2 separate regions of the Ovis aries genome follow, and region 1 is linked to region 2. A link is a contact called in public Hi-C data. All regions are on one chromosome and are shown on one strand. The core of a region is the stretch at or near the end of the contact, and the rest is flanking DNA. Distances in the headings are between cores, read along the strand shown.

Evidence for each region. A called contact is a pair of places that touch in the nucleus more often than the background predicts.
Region 1: a Hi-C map of muscle shows a contact between it and region 2, with 5 times the contacts expected there. The contact joins the promoter of LOC101104050 here to the promoter of CARF in region 2. A contact is called at or near these places in 2 of 16 Hi-C or Micro-C datasets (muscle and skin fibroblasts).

Annotation. Positions count from the first base shown.
Region 1 is chr2:205,269,858-205,272,567 of ARS-UI_Ramb_v3.0, reverse strand. It overlaps LOC101104050 (cytochrome P450 20A1), which reads right to left and starts at 1,360. Exons shown (of 14, transcript XM_060410272.1): 1 at 1,236-1,360; 2 at 547-607. The coding sequence starts at 570.
Region 2 is chr2:205,020,026-205,022,725 of ARS-UI_Ramb_v3.0, reverse strand. CARF (calcium responsive transcription factor) reads right to left here and starts at 1,314. Exons shown (of 20, transcript XR_009599398.1): 1 at 1,256-1,314. It overlaps WDR12 (WD repeat domain 12), which reads left to right and starts at 1,416. Exons shown (of 14, transcript XM_060410275.1): 1 at 1,416-1,470; 2 at 2,088-2,135. The coding sequence starts at 2,095.

The DNA.
Region 1 (2,710 bases), core at 111-2,610, 250 kb before region 2:
TTCCTGGAGTTTTAACATCAAGCTTCCAAATCTCCAAGCACCTCCTATTTCTCCTTCTATTTTTAATATCTTGACTCCAAAAACTATTTTTACCCCAAACAGACTGTTAACCCAATTACTCCTATACTCCTTTTCCAGCCATCCAGCTCAGATTCCATTGTGCCTTTTAATCACTCTCTTGCCCTGTTTCCTTTGCTCAAAAGTACCTAGCAAAACACAAACCCTAATTAAATCCAACATTCTGTCAACTGCCCTGATGCCACATAGTTGAAGGAAAACAGCTGAGGAACACACAGCTTGCTGCCTAGTCTTATTTTACTTTCATGAATTTCAAATGAGTTGTCTGGAAATCTCTACTCCCTCACTCTTCTGACCTAGAAGGCTATTTCTCATAAAATAAAAAAACACTGAAAGTTCCAGATAGGGTAGTTCTAACATTCCAATCAAATTCATTTACCAGCAAGAATATTTAAGGTGTTCTGTCAATATCAGGGATGTGCTTGCCAGTATTCTGTTGCTTTACAAATTTTTCTACAAAACCACCACCTTGCTTTGTAGATGATTCCTCATCCGTTAGCTTCTTTGTTTTCAGAAGCATCTTTTGAGGCTGAAGAAGGTAAGCAGAGAAAGGTCAGAAGGAGATTAGAGATACAGCACTTGGCTGTATGCTCCTTCCACGACCCCTTTAGCATGTGAGGCCCAAGAGGAACAAGACCCGGTCCGGACCTTAAGGACTTTAGATTTCAGGAATGAAAGTCGAAAGGCAGACGGAAAAGCAGGCGACAAAAGAAACACTAGGGGAAAATCCTTGGGAATGGATAAAGGCGACGAGCAGCCTGGAGTTTCCTCTCAGACACACTAGAAAATGGAAGTGGGGTGGGCACAGTCACTGCTCGAAAGCCACCGAAGCACTTCGGCCCCGCCCTCCACAGCGGCGCGGCGAGGACACGGAGGCCGGACCCGCCAACCAGCCCTCAGGCCCCTGCGGCCGCGCCCGCTCCGCCGAGCCTCCGTCCGTGCGTCTCTCGGCGTCCGAGGGTGGTCGAGCCTCCTGCCCTGCTGTCTTCAGCGCCGGCCGCGCGCGCCTGCGAGGCGTCACGTGCTCCGGGAGCGGGGCAGAGTGGCGGCGGGAGCTGGAGCCCTCCCCCGGGGCCCGTTCCCTGCGGCCCGCTGCGGGCTGCGCGACGTGGATGCGGGCGGCGGCCTGAGCCCGTGAGGGCCGGGATGGCGGTTACCGGGTAGAGGTAGAGCACCGCTCCCACCAACGCCAGCAGGAAGGTAACAGCGAAGATCGCGAAGTCCAACATGGTGCCTCAGCCCGGGAACCACGTCTCAGCTCCGCGCTCCTCTGCGGCGTCTCAGCCTGGCGCACCAGAGGGACAGAGGGGTGGGCCGGGGCGCCCGCGGGACTTGCGAGCGGATAGGTCGCCCGGGCGTGGCCTGGGCCGCCGGGGGCGTGGCCTGGGCCGCTGGGGGCGTGCCGTGGTCAGCCCTGCGGTCTGGCGGCGAGAAACAGGGAGACCGAGGCGCGGTTCCGGCGGATTCGATTCCGAGCACGCCCACGACTCCCGGACCCAGTTGCTGAAGGAAGAGGGACCCCGACTTCTAGAAAACGTTAGGAGTTATCGTTTTCCAAGTGGGTTTAAAATGCATATATCAAAATAAAAACAGCTCAAGTTAATCTTTGTTGTTGCACGTCTGGATTTTCTACCACAGTCTAGTGATTTTTGAATCAAATAAATGGACACATGATTCACAATTATTATGTATTTACTTCATGAAATATGTCTTCCCTTTATTTCAGCATGATCTCTATATTTTTATCATCAAGATTTTGACATCATTTGTCTTCTCTTGCCAGAAATGCCAAATTATCCTGTTCCCAGTCATTGTGGTCCTTGAAAAGATTTGATAGATTATTTTAAAACAATCTTTTCAGGTTTATTGAGTCATATAATTAATATATGGGATTTTCTTTAATACTTCCAAATTGAAGAAATTTCGCTCTTAGCAAAATTCCAGGCGGTAGCAATTGGAATTATCGATAGAAATTTATAGTTAATATTTAGCTTCAGAAATGAACTGACTTATCTATGATGTTCAACTGTAATGGAGTTGTTACATATGGTACCATTGTTATTACAGCAAATATTGTAAAACAGTTTAAATTTATGGTAACAATTGTATCACTTATGATTCTCACCATCTCTTAAAGTGAAAGTGAAGTCGCTCTTTGCAACCCCATGGACTGTAGCCCACCAGGCTCCTCCATCCATGGGATTCTCCAGGCAAGAATACTGGAGTGGGTTGCCATTTCCTTCTCCAGGGAATCTTCCTGCCCCACGGATTGAACCCAGGTCTCCTGCATTGCAGGCAGACGCTTTAACCTCTGAGCCACCAGGGCAGCCCTCACCATCTCTTAAAGCAACAACTAAAGTTGTAGGGTAGTGTAAAGAACTTTACATCATATTTAGACCTACATATATATTATTTTAAAAGGAATTTAATATGGAAAAGTGTTCCTAAGCTGACAGTTGCAACCACTATGTTTGCCACAATAATTGTCAAGTGCTTCCAGTCCATTAATGGAACCCTACTGTGTGGATCACAATAAACTGTGGAAAATTCTGAAAGAGATGGAAATACCAGACCACCTGACCTGCCTCTTGAGAAATCTGTATGCAGGTCAGGAAGCAACAGTTAGAACTGG
Region 2 (2,700 bases), core at 65-2,564:
CCTGCACTCTAGGAAGGTGAGTAAACTGAAAATACTCCTAGTTTCATTATCACTGCGCTCTGTTAACTGATTATTTTTCGCTTATAATTGCTCAAATTCCTTCTCATAGTCTATGGTTGACTTAAACACCATATGTCTTTTGTAGTACATCTTTAAGCAACGTAATAGAGGAACGCTTCAGTTGTCTACACTTGCACACGGCCCGCTTTGCCCACAATCTTGCAATCCAGTTGTGCCTTACTCTAAAATGCTGTCTTTTTAAGCCTCCCTCTTGAAGCTTTTCTGGCGAACGCCTTAAAAAGCGACTGTGAGAGCTGGATAGTATCTCTCCATCCATCCTCCCTCAGAAAAACAACTACATTCCATTAGAATAGTTCTCTGGACCGTTTGAGAATAAGATATAGGCGTCTGGATGTCAAGACCAAAAAAAGTTGAAAAAAAAAAAAAAGCGCAGGGAGGAGGTGTGGGAGGACGCCTTTCGCCTTCCATAAGGAAGGTATAAAAGTGAAAGTCGCTCAGTCGTGTCCGACTCTCTGCGATCCCATGGACTGTAGCCTACCAGGCTCCTCCGTCCATGGAATTTTCCAGGCAAGCGTACTGGAGTGGGTTCCCATTTCCTTCTCCAGGGGATCTTCCCCACCCAGGGATTGAACCTGGGTCTCCCGCATTGTAGGCAGACGCTTTACCCTCTGAGCGACCAGGGAAGCCTAAGGAAGGTATAAAGGATGTCATAAAGAGAAAAAAGAACCCTGAAAAGCGGGGCCGCGCAAAGGACCACACAGTGGGCGCTCCCGCCCAGGGGTCCTGTCCTCCTCTTCCGTGCCAGTGCGTACTGAGGCTCGGCAGCCCTCCTCACACCTAACTCGGATCTCCTCCAGCCTGCCTGTCCCGGGTCCGGGGCCCCCATCCGGGCGGGGGCGGGGAGGGGAGCAATAGGCCTCTTCAGGTGGAGCCCCGAACACGGCCCGAGGCGGGGCCCGGAAGACGCCACTGAGGCCCGCGGCTCCCGGGGGCGGGGGCTGGCGCTTGCTCAGGGACCCGGCGGGTCAGGAGGTGACAGGAGGAGGAGGCAGCAGAAAGAAAGGGCGGGGGGGGGAGCGGGTTGGGAGGTAGCGTCTCGCCCGCCGGCGTAGACAGCTCTACCAAACCTCCGTCTTCCCCAGTCCCGCCGCCGCAGAGCGCCCTAGAGGGCGAGAAGGGAAGTCCACAAAGTGTTGGAGCAGAGGGGAGAAAATTCAAAACGAGTCTACTCAACCTCGTCTTGGTTCCGAGGCCGCGCCATGGAGACCAGTACAGTGCGCAGCCGCGGCCACCGGGAGCGCGCAGCGCAGCCGCTTTAGAAAAGATCCTGATCAGCCACCGTCGCGTGTTTCCTTCCTGATTGGTTCTTTTTTTTTTTTTCCCCGTATCCCCGCCTCTCACCTGGATCTAAAGCCTGAGGCTAGTAGCTGGAGCCCTAGAAAAATCTCGGTAGACTGAGTCTTGATTGGGAGTATGCTTGAGAAATTAAACCCGGAAAGACTATAGCAAATTAAAGCTGAAGGCCGAGGAAATATAATAGGTCGTTGCCTGGAGTCGGGAAGGTTTAATGCAAAGAAGATAGCCTGAGGGCAGCGTGGTAAAAAAGACTACAATTCCCAGTGGCTATATCATCTGAGAAGCGCTGCTTTCTGGGAGTCGTAGTATCTAAGAGCTGTGTCTGAATTATCGCGACTAAGGATAGCCTGTTAACATTTCAAACGGAGAGAAGTCGGTTTGAAACGGGCCTCTTTCTATCTCCATAATCGATCGCAAGCTTAAATATATATATTTTTTTAAATACAAAAAAAATTTAAGAGACGCGACGCCTTTAAAACTAATCGACGATTCCTACTCTAGGAATAGGTAGTTGATGTTTGTGGGCTGGATCTTGAGGAAGGGCAGCCTCGTGGTGCCTTCTGGCTGAGGCCCGGGGAAAGAAAGCGGAAGCCCTGGGATCGACTGCATCTTTTCTCTGACACGTGCAGCCTCATTTTGAGATCCCCGTTTTTGTAGTACTGAAAGACCAGAGTGCCGATTGTCTGATTGTTACTCATACGTTTCTCTAGGTACGCCATGGCTCAGCTCCAGACACGCTTCTTCACTGACAACAAGAAGTAAGTGAGCGTACTCTCTCTCCCTTCCTCACTCCCTCCCCTCCCCCGCCCCCGGCCCCCGGAATTCTTTCGTAGGACCTCTTCCTTGTGCATGCCTGGTTGTCTTTGCCGTCAATTTACCTGTTCCCTTTTTGACTGGATTCGTCGCTTCAGCGCGTTTTCTGCGGTACCTTGCGAGGACTTCTCTCCCATCGTTCCTGCCTAGCTTCTCAGGCTGTATATAATTTGAATTGTAAGGGTAGAGAGACCTGAAGGGTTTCAGGTTTGCTTCCTGAATGAAGTGCATTATGCAACTGAGCAGTGAACGACGGACCATGTCGTTAGAGTCTGGCGGCTAGTGGTGGTGTCTGAAAACATGAACTTCGTTTTCTTAAGTAGGTGATAGATGATGTTTTTCCAAACCACGCTAGAAGGTGGAGCTCCCAATAGGGAGTTGGTAGAACTGATTTTTGATAAGAGTGTGAGGTCAATTCAGTTATAATTTTGGGTATTTATATACATATATCTACACATATACGTATGCATGTTATATGTGTGTGTATACATATATACACACCCGTATGTG